Linked DNA regions of Zea mays: region 2 is linked to region 1. Evidence: chromatin contacts called from public Hi-C data. All regions are on one chromosome and are shown on one strand. The core of a region is the stretch at or near the end of the contact, and the rest is flanking DNA. Distances in the headings are between cores, read along the strand shown. Region 1 holds the start of LOC100192593. Region 2 holds the start of LOC100274215.

Region 1 (5,582 bases), core at 1,974-4,473:
CTCTCTCGCTCGATCTCTCATCTCGGCATTTTAAGGTAGTGTTTGGTTACTAGGGACTAATTTTTAGTCCCTCCATTTTATTCCACTTTAGTCTATAAATTGCAAAATATGGAAACTATAACTCTATTTTATTTTTCATATTTGACAATTTAGTGACTAAAGTGGAATAAATTGGAGGGACTAAAAATTAGTCTCTAAAACCAAACACCCCCTAAATCAGTGTGTTTAATTGGTTACTCTCCCTCTCGCTCCCTTCAATGGATTTGAGAAGAACACCCTTTAGATGTACAAGTTAATACTAGTACTTTCTACACCTTTTGCAGCTGAGTTAGAGAACTGTTTTTGAGTTCTCACGCATTAGCGTTGTCAAAGGTTCATATCCAGTTTCTTTCTTTCTTTCTTTCTTTCTTTCTTTGTTTCTTTGTTTCTTCTAGAGTGGAATTAACTTCTCCTTCTTTCTGGGGCTGGGGGGTTTGTTCAAACTCGGCTTGTACGAATTATGATGGTTTCGTGAGTTATGAGAAATTTATAAACATCTGGCGCTTCTTGATGGTACATAGATATGCTCCTCTCTCTCAGCAGTAGTAGTACCACAGTGCTACTGCTGCTGCATGCTGTGCTCTCGTTACTCCATCACTTTTAGTGCATGGATGGATGGGTGTCTCACTTTTGGTGATGCGCGGCAGCTTTATCGTCTTCGCTCTCTTTTTCATGCGCGAGCGTGAGTGCATGATCTGACCTTTGAATTCTGTGCTCCTTGCTATCGCTGGTAGTTATCTCTCTCTCTCTCTCTCTCTCTCTCTCTCTCTCTCTAGCTATCCGTATAGCCATAGGAGTAGCAGTGCCTTTCTTTCTTAGTTACATGATCATAGGATTCCAGCGGTAGTGGCACTCGAGTTAGAGCTATCATGGTTGTGTGATGCAGAATCTTCTGTGCCCGCCGGCGGCCTTCAGCTCGTTTCATGTTAATTGCAGGCTCAAAAATATGGCTGCTGCGCGCTTGTTCCTCTACCTGCGTGTCTTGCAGCAACTTCGAGCTGCATTTTGGTTCTAGTGTAGTGTACGTAGCAGCCATTTTTAACACCCAATGCATGCTTGGCATGCAGTTTGATGCTGGCATGTCGTCGTTCCCTCCCCGGCCCGTTGGAAACGAACTACATGAAAAGTAACCCGGCCGAAACTAGTTGTGAAGAACAACCATGCCCTTTAATTTTCCGCTACATGATTGTATAGATAATGCTACGTTTTCCATTCATCGATCAATCCTCCGTTGAGCGAAGTGTTTGATGTAGATAGTTTAATTTGTGTGCTGATTCGTTCAGTTTGGAGCTGGAGTGGTATTAAATAGAAATCTTTTCTGTCAGAAATGCCTTTTGCTAGTTTCACTCGTCTCTTTGCGGGCAGTTGGCATGCGTGCAGATATCTGGAAGGATGGTGTGGACGAAGTTTGATTTCTCCTAATTCCGTCACTGCCATCTCCAACATAGCTCCTCCAGTTCTTAAATATTTGTTGTCTCTGCTAGTTCATCTTTGAATTAAAACACGGCAAATAAAAAAGAAAGGAGTTGTACTGTCTTAATTTTGGATACCTACACATGGAAATTGGAATCAGGTATCAACACATTCTTTCTGGTGTAGAGTAGAGTAGTTGGGTGTGCGGTGCGGTGCGGCCGAATGAATAATTGGAGCTCTGAATTTGATGCGTGACTCACTGGACACATGACACCGGCTAACATCCAGCCGTGTCAGGTTCAGGCTCAGGCCAGGCGTGGGTGGTACGGCCGCCGTGGCGAATACTGTTACCACGCCACGTACGGGGCACCGGCGCGGCCCGGGGTCTTGGAACTCATCACCGCGCGCGTGCACAGCATCCTCCTGTTTGGATGCTTCGGAAAGGAAAGCAGCTTAGAAGAAATTAACAGCAAATAAAACAGTAGTCGTAGCTAGATAAAAACAAGTTTGCCGCCGAAAACAAACACATAAAAAAACGAGAAAACAGGGTGGGAGCTAGGCACGAGAGTCATTTTGGGCACGCATGCATTACACACACACAGGCACACACAGCGGATGTTGGGTGGCCTTGCTGCCATGCCTAGTAGCTGAGGCCTGAGGAGTGAGGGACGCCACAGTGTGCCTCGTCAGTCACTGCCAAAACCCGGCCGGTTCTCTGCGCACCCACCACCAACACGAACACGATCGTGGGCCTGCCGCGGCTTTTTCATCGCCGCGAATGATGGGGGTGGAGGAGACGCGGCCCAACCGGGCCACCGCCTCAGAAGGTGGGTCGCAGTCGCAGCAGCTTCCGCCTGGGCCCCTGCATGCACCGTACCGGTCAGCATGCATGCGATGCGCGCCGCCGGCGCCCCCTCCCCTGCTCTCCTGCTAGACAGTCACTCTTGACTAGCGTCCCAAGACGCCCACGGCGAGTCGGCGACTGAACAAAACAAAGGCACAGCGCCAGCATCAATTACCGGGCGACGATGACACTGAAACTGACATGTCGTCCCAGGGCGGAGCCGACATGGCGACATGTCACACAATCCCCTCCGCCCGGCGCCTTACTCATCGGCCCCGCCCACTAGAAGCGGTCGCGCTCAGCTCAGGCAGTCAGGCCTCGTATTCCCCGGAGATTCTCGGGTCACTAGCGCCTCACCCATCCATCCACAGCCGCTGCTTCTGCTGCTGCCACCGCATGATCGACAGAGCATGGCCTCCCACTAGTGGTAGTGGATGTATATGAAGTAGTAGTACAGGTACAAGTGCCTCGTCAGTCAGCCCACGGATTTTGGTGCATTTGAAGGGTTAATGTTTGTCAGAAATTTTATCTTTTTTAGCTGATAGAGTAAGATAAATTTTACCATAAAATAAAATTTTATGTATAGATGAACTTAGCTGAGATGTATATTATTTTTTTCAGATATTTTCAAAAAAAAAAATAGTAGATTTACACATGATTTGTACCAAAAACGTATTTGCATTCGATATGCTCCCAATAAATATGGCCTAAATAGCAGTAGCGTGTAGTCGTGTATAACAGAACCATCAGACCAGTGCGGCAAACGATTTTGCATACATACACCAGACACCACAGTAGTCACCCTCAAACCATTCACTCAGGGTAAGCACTACGAACCTGCAGGCCGGCCACAGTAAGCAATCTCAAACATTATCCATCCTGTACTACTCCAAAAAAAAAAAAACCGATGCGGGCAGAGTCGCCTGACACAAACATTTTAGGATCGCGCGTCGGCCAGGAAGCAATCAACGGGGAAAGCGCAGGGGCGAAGCCTGACACAGGCAAACACCACGAAACTGAGAGTGGGTCGACCGTGGCGCGCGGACCTGGTGCTGCCGATACACGCCGGGGACATCGAGCGCCTCTGCAGTCGTACAAGCAGGCCAACCAAGCAGCTCTGCAGTCGAGACATGAAGCGAGCCGTCTCCGCTCTCTGGGCGCGCCGCGCCGTCCGCCAAGCCTACCTCTACACCCCCACCGCCGCCACCGCCACCTCGTCGTCGCCTGAGTTTGGGGCGTCCACATCAGAGGCGTGGGACGGGCGTTTCCGGCTCCACAAGCCGCGCGGGCAGCACCTGCTCACCAACCCGCGCGTCCTCGACGCCATCGCGCGCCACGCCGCCATCAGTCCAGGCGACGCCGTCCTCGAGGTCGGGCCCGGCACGGGCAACCTCACCGCGCGCCTCCTCGCGTCCCAGGCGGCGCGCGTCACCGCCGTCGAGATCGACCCGCGCATGGTCGAGGCCGTCACCGCGCGCGCCGCTGCTCTCGGCCTCGCGCACAAGTTCAAGGTCCGCCCGCCCGCCCGCCACTCGCTCGACAGAATGTCTAAAAGGAAAAGCTTGCTGACTGAGAACGACGGTTCCCCCTCCCTCGTGTTCGGCAGGTGATTGCGGGCGACGCCGTGGAGGTAGAGTTCCCGGAGTTCGACGTCTGCGTGGCCAACATCCCCTACGGCATCTCCTCGCCGCTGATCGCCAAGCTGCTGTTCGGCCCCTACCGGTTCCGGACGGCGACGCTGCTGCTCCAGAAGGAGTTCGCGCGGCGGCTCGTGGCCGCGCCGGGCGACGGGGAGTACAACCGGTTGGCGGCCAACGTGCGCCTGGTCGCCGACGTCAGGCTGCTCATGGACGTGAGCAAGAGGGACTTCGTGCCCATGCCCCGGGTGGACTCGTCCCTCGTCGAGATCCGGCCGCGGGGCACCGTGCCAGGGGTCGACGTCAGCGAGTGGCTGGCGTTCACGCGCGTGTGTTTCGGGCAGAAGAACAAGACCCTCGCCGCCATCTTCAAGCAGAAGAGGATGGTCGTTGAGCTGTTGCGCCGGTCGCTGAGAACGGAGAGATGTGCCGGTGGTGTCAGCCTAGGTCCGCTTGAGGTCGACGACAGTGGAGAAGATGACTGTGGGGGAAACGACGATGGCAGCAACAGAGTGGTTGGTTTCAGCGAGGAAGAGGTCGCGGCGTTCAAGGAGAAGGTTGCTGGAGCGTTGGACACCGCCGAGCTCGCCGGCAAGAGGCCATCGAAGGTGTCCAACGACGAGCTGAAACGATTGCTCCGGCTGTTCAACGATCGCGGGGTGCGGTTCCAGTAGAGGTAGCGCACGGTGAGGTTTGTGTCGCCAAGGTCGCACCACGCCTGATGCAATGGCAGGTTCCCAGCACGCTGGAAGTCATTGTAGACGTAAGCGCTACTTGCCTGTCTTGTTCTGAGTTAATGGCGTCAGCCTTATCCATACCATGTTCAATAGTATGTCCAATCTTCCATTCTGCTGAGTTAATGTTGAACTCGAGGGCACGCATTTTGCTGAGTTAAAACAGTGAGGTTTGATGATATCTGAAAGACTGAAAGTTGCCCACGTCTCCTCCCCAATATAATTGACACTTTTGACTTCTAGATATTATATTTAACCATTTGTCTTATTTATTTTTTACACAAATAATAATATAAACAAGTTATTATTAAAGTATCTCTAAAAATAAAACAAGTTATAACAAAATAAATAATATTTATATAATTTTTTTGAATAAACAGTTAAATAAAATGTTTAAAGATAAAGAACAGAATGTATTTTGGAAAAAAAAACAGGGAGTAGCTTTTGCTGGGAGACACTGACCTTGCCATATCAGTTGACATGGACTGTTCCTAACATATGGACGTGTTTACCATTATTCCCTACTCTGGAATTGGCAGTTCCAGTTATATGAATACATGATCCACAGTAGGTTTGTATCAGTTTCGAGGAGAGTCAAAACACAAAAGAAGTAGTTTTTACACAACTAACTTTATGTAAAAGTATCTAAGGGGTGTTAGCTGCTAAAATTAATTGAAGACATCCAAACGGTCTACCTAATAGTTCAGCTATTAGTTACTTTTAGCAAATTAGCTAATAGTTAGCTTGCTATTTATTAACTAGCTAATTTTACTAATAATTTTTAGCCAACTAACTATCTATTAGATCTAGTGCATTTAAACACCCTCTAAATAAAACTACAAGCACGGCGAGACTACAAAGTTCAAATTCAGCATTTGTCGCCATGTCTAGAGCAGCAGACTCATCTAGAGCATC
Region 2 (5,852 bases), core at 2,757-5,256, 210 kb after region 1:
GCATGTTTCTAGGCAAACCACTGCTAGGGACATGGGTAAATTATATAATGAGCGTATGCAGAACTTAATTGGTACTCTTAAAAATGATGTTTGTTCTATTTGTCTTACCTCTGATATCTGGTCTGGAAAAGCAAAGGAGGATTACTTAAGTGTGGTAGCTCATTTTATAAATTCTAAGTGGGAATTAGAAAAAAGATTGCTTGCACTTAGGCTCATTGATGGTAAGCATAGTGGTGTTAATATTGCTAATCTTGTAGCTACTGTGATTGATGAGTATAATTTAACTAAAAAAGTTTTTGCTATAACTTTGGATAATGCTTCCTCAAATAATGTTGCCATGAAATTTCTAAGACCTTTCTTGTGTGGTTACCTTGGTGTACCTGTTCCTGATAGTAGCCTTGGTACTGATGCATATGATGATGAATTCTCTACTATGTTTTTGCATCAACGTTGTTCATGTCATGTTATTAATCTAATTGTTAAATCTGGTTTGGATCCTATCAGAACATATCTTGATGACTTTAGAACTGCTATAACATTTTTAAATGCATCCAACCAACGTATAGCTGCATATAAAAGCTATTGTATGAGTATGGCTATTCGCCCTCGTAAATTTGGTGTTGACATGGATGTTAGATGGAACTCTACTTATTTAATGATTAAACACTTGTTACCACACAAGTCCACCTTCTCTGTTTTTATCAAAACTCAGTATCCTTTGAATGAGGATGGGGCTCCTTTACTTACTGATAATCATTGGGCAATTGCTGAAAAAGTGTTATCTTTCTTAGAATTATTTTATGAATCAATTGTTGCATTGTCTGGTGTCTACTATCCTACTGCTACTTTAATGTTGCATCACATTTTGAGGATAGCTAGACATCTAAATGCATTTGAGAATGATATATTGCTAAGATGTGTTGTTGTTCCTATGAAAGATAAATTCTTGAAGTATTGGAGAGACATTCCAATTTTATATGCAGTTGCATTTATTTTGGATCCTAGAGCTAAAATGAGAGGTTTTAACAAGGTCCTTATTAAGTTATCTAGTTTAACTGGTACTGATTACTCTAGGCTTCCATTTGATGTTCGTACTAAGCTAACCAAGGTATTTCAGTTGTATGAGACCAAATTTGGCGATGCACGCTTGCGTGCCACTCACCAACCATAAGCACTTGGTTGTGGTAACAAAAAATGGCATGGGATGATATATATGGTGATGATGACCTTGATGGTGAGTATTCTTCTACACTAGGAAGGAGACCAGGTTCCTCTTCTTCTACCCCTCAATCTATCTCTACTGTTGCATCAACATCTGAGCTAGTTTCCTACTTAGACAGTGACACTATCATTGAGTTTGATGAGGACTTCAATGTCCTATCTTGGTGGCATCAACATAAATTAACTTATCCTATTCTTTCACTACTTGCTAAGGATGTCTTGACCGTGCCAACATCTACTATTTCTTCAGAATCTACCTTTAGTCTTGCTGGCAGGGTGATTGAAGAGCGCCGACGACTAGCTCCTGATATGGTTGAGATCTTGTCCTGCATCAAAGATTGGGAACTCGCTGACGCTCACCTGCAACACAGTATGGAGGAGGACACACAAGAACTTGAAGCTGAGCATGAAAACCTCTGGCTTGATGACCCAACAACACTATCTAGGAATGATGAAAAATGCTTAAGTGGATCTGCATGTCTTATGTGATATGTCTTATGAGTTGTATGCCTGTATGAACTTATGGACTGTGGAGTTGTGGATTGTAATAAACTAATGAACTTAGGAGCTGGGCTGCACTCTTTTTTCCTTTTTAGGGTTTTCTCACGAGGTGTGAGTTTTTACCTAAGAAGGTTTTTAATGAGGCAGCCATTGCACTAATAGCTCCATATAATTTATTTCATTTGCATATTTATGTCTGCGAGTGATCTGTTCTAACTTGTGTAATATGTTTTCTCAGTGTGTGTAATATGTTTTGTATGTAATCTGTGTGTGTAATATATTTTGTGTTATAACTAGTATGTTATATCTGTTATAACTGGTCTGTAATCTGTTGTAACTGATCTGTTATGCATTGAGTTTTTGGGCGGGCCAGTGTGTGGCACGGCCCGTTTAGCACGGTAGGTTTTTAGGCCGGCCTGACACGATCCAGACATGGACGTGTCGTGCTTGGACACACGTCTGAGCACATGGGCCGGCACGGCCCGACCTGATCCATTAACGGGTCGTGCCTGGCCCGACACTATTTGGACCGGGCCGAATCGGGTTCGGGTCGTGCCATGCCGGGTGGCCCGTTTGGACATCTATACCTCCAACTAGTTTAGAAGAACATTACTGTTTGGCTCTCGATTCAGTTTCTTTTCTGCGCGTCGGGTGTAGAGATGGCAATGGGTAAATACCCACCGGGTATTACTACCCCATACCCATACACACGACACAAAAATAACCCCACCGGGTCACCCATATACACTGGCGGGTATGGATTTACCCCCATACCCATACCCATGTGGGTATGGGTCACCCATCGGGTCACCCGTACCCACAAAAATTAAACAACTATCAAAATATTATACTATACAAATGTCAAGTATATCCATATAAATACCATTACAAAATTTTCTAGCATCATTTAACCATCCATTCAACACACCAAAGATAATTGGATAAAGTAGTAACACTATGATAGTACTACATAGCACATTACATGTTCCATTACATGGTCATTAAATTGTTGTTAAATAGTAAAAAAGTTGGATGACTAAAGTCCAAGTTCATGCTTCGGATAAGTTTATATTGGGTATTTTATACCCACGGGTTAACGGGTATGGGTGAAGGCGGAACGTTCTAATACACGTTTACCCATTGGGTGAAGATTTTTGCCCAATAACAGACCCACGAGTAGAATATTTAGCCCGCATACATACCCTAATAGAGTAAATACCTATTGGGTATCGGGTCGCGGGTACCTATTGCCATCTCTAGTCGGGTGGACCTTGAGAGGAGCATCTCGGCACTATGAACGGTGGTCCTTTTCATTTCTTCAGAAGTTACCTTGCAGAGCCGCAGGCGGGGGCGTGGCGCGACCATTCCTAACTTTGTTGTTGCTGCTGCTGTAAGACCAACTCCAGCAGACTCCCTCTCCGTATCCCTAAAACGCACGACCAACAGTTTCCCTCTCCTCTCCGTATCCGTCTCCGTTTCCAGCAGACTCCGTATTTGCACTCCACATGCAGTCTATGACACCTGGGGCCCGCGAGCAGCCGCGCGCGCATGCAGAGAGCTGCGGAGAGGAGAGAGAAAGCGTGGAAAAGGGGAGTGCAGGTACAGGTCGTGCGTTTTAGGGAGACGGATGCGGAGACTGCTGGACTGATGAATAGTGTGCTTCGCTGCGCAAAATAGGGATACGGAGCCGCATGCGGAGAGCTGCTGGAGTTGGTCTAATCAGCCAATCAGGGCAGGGAGATCGTCAAATTTTCGCGCTTAGAGCTAGTATTTAGGAGTGCAAAACATCCGTATCAGACCAAATATTGATACATAACAAAGCTAGCATATAGAACCATAATTTTTTAATGATATTTGAACCACGCGCTTAAATTCACATTATACTCATGAAAGCATGAAACTGGTAAAGGAAAACTGATGATGATTTTTGTCTATCCTGGCTTACTATATCGTCACCAACAATAACCATGTGAGCCTGAACACGAGGGTACAAGCTAGGCATCTGAAAATCTGGGAGACGCAAGTGCTTATCTACAGAGTACAGCTGATTACTGGACAAACTAAAAAGCCTGGAGCAACTGCTCAAAGCTCAACCCATTGATTACGGAGGGACACGTGAACTGAACTCTCACTCCAGCCCATTAGGCCCATCAATCGAACTGCACCTAGGACTAGGAGAGTGCTTTGAGATTGCAGAAATGAGCCTGAGCCTTGAAGCGTTGTACTTGTAGGATGGAGGACGCCAGGACGGGTCGCGCGTGGGCCCGCTTATCCCTTTCCCTTCGCTTCGACAAAACCTCCAATACACACACACACCTCCGTTCCTCCCTCACGCCGGCGGCCTGTATCCCTCTCCCCATGGCTGCTGGACTGGGAGCGCGCCCCTCCGCCACCTTCGTGGCCGGAAGGTTCCGGCCTCTCGCTGCCCCTCTCCGCCCCGTCCGCTCCGGTACGGATACGCAACCCCCCCCCCCCCCCCCCCCCCTCACTCCTCTGCTCGCCATTCCATCGCTCTGCCCATGTCCTCTGCATCCGCGTGCCGATTCGCAATAACTAGCTTCGTTGCCGGCTCTCCTGTCGGTGTTCTTCCCACCGGTCGGACACATTCATACGGGGCCATGTGGCTAGGCTTCAGAGAACCGTGGCACGTTTCGCGGCGCATGCTTACTACGAGTTTAAGTGTTGTAGCATACTGAACGAAATGTTGGGTTTGTCCGTTTTTTTTTATGTGAAAGATTGGGGTAAATTGTCAGGAGATTCCACCAATTTATCTCGTTGCCACCTTTTTGCCCTTTGTGGCAGCAGTAGTTGAGTTTTGAGCGAACCGAAACTCGTCGGTCTATACAAAGGAGAGACTTGCTCGGGTTGGTTATGTTATATGCCAGATTGAAAATTAGCTTTATGCCGTGCTGCATAGGAACCAGATTCACGTGTCTTCGTGCCATTAAAAAGATTTTTGTTGCCACTTGTCATTAACACCCTACGTGGTTATTAGACACCTCTAGTAAGCCATACACTGATACACTCTCCATATCTGTTTCTGCGCATGCAAATATATAGTTTGCTTTCTCCTTGCTGTTTCAAGGTGCAATTATGGAACCATCCGGTGGCTTTGGATGAAGCTAGTTGTTTTTTCGTATGCAGGTTACAACTAAGGCCATTTTGCTACAACTGTGCCTAACTGATCCTCCTTGTTCGCATTGTTGCAGGCAAGTTCGTTGTGCCAAAGCGATGCTTCATTGTATCAAGCAGGCTTGCATGGGTGGAAGATGAGCTTATGGAGATACAAAAGTATGCTTTTCTGCTGCTCCTATGCTTGGTTTAAGCCCCCCCTTTTTGTACTGTAAAGTTCTTCCAACGTCAAACTTGTCAAAACTGATTTTCAAACCTGAACTATGAAAACCAGTACAAGACACCCTACAACTGTCAAAACTGGATAGCACACTACCTGAACTGGTGTAAAGTGGTTTCCAAGGGAGTTTTCTATTAATCTAGTTCAATCTTTAAAAAAATCATAACTAATTAAGTAATTATTAGTTTAAATTGGAAAATGAAATCAGAACTACCCCCCCCCCCCCCCCCCCCCCAAAATTGCTATCTACCCACTGGTGACCTGTTTATAGTTATTCAGTTATATCTATTCCTATTGTTTTATTGCTCAGTGGTGCTCATTATTTGTTTAAATCACTGTTGCGCGCCTATGTTGCCCTGATACGGGGATACAGATACACGATACGCCGATACCCCGATACGCCATTTTTCAAAAAATACTAATACGGCGATACGCAATATATATTATAAATTAAATTAAATGCTGAAATGTCTGAGATGGACCACAGCCGACCAGTTCAATTTAAGGGCATTAAAAGTTAATGTTCAACAACTTTGACTAAAGTAAACATCTACTTCCTCTTCCAGAATTTATCTGGACTCAAATCAATAAATCCAGCATGCCAAAAACATGTGTAACGATACGCTACACCAGCAGACTCGCAAATAATCACTAGTTCACCACACAAGTTCTAAGTTCTAATTCTAACAGACCAGAGACCATATAAGGTATCCCGTAGGTGTTAGAGAGGTGTCCTAGGAGTATCCGTCATTTTTTATTTATTTAAATTCACAGAAAT

The links. Hi-C and Micro-C count contacts between places; a contact is called where the count stands out from the background.
Region 2: a Hi-C map of leaf shows a contact between it and region 1, with 8 times the contacts expected there. The contact joins the promoter of LOC100274215 here to the promoter of LOC100192593 in region 1. A contact is called at or near these places in 7 of 25 Hi-C or Micro-C datasets (bundle sheath, ear, endosperm and 3 more).

Annotation. Positions count from the first base shown.
Region 1 is chr2:209,067,830-209,073,411 of Zm-B73-REFERENCE-NAM-5.0, forward strand. LOC100192593 reads left to right here and starts at 3,224. Exons shown (of 2, transcript NM_001350133.1): 1 at 3,224-3,807; 2 at 3,903-4,826. The coding sequence starts at 3,427. The coding sequence ends at 4,607.
Region 2 is chr2:209,276,261-209,282,112 of Zm-B73-REFERENCE-NAM-5.0, forward strand. LOC100274215 reads left to right here and starts at 4,007. Exons shown (of 11, transcript NM_001365842.1): 1 at 4,007-4,171; 2 at 4,932-5,013. The coding sequence starts at 4,081.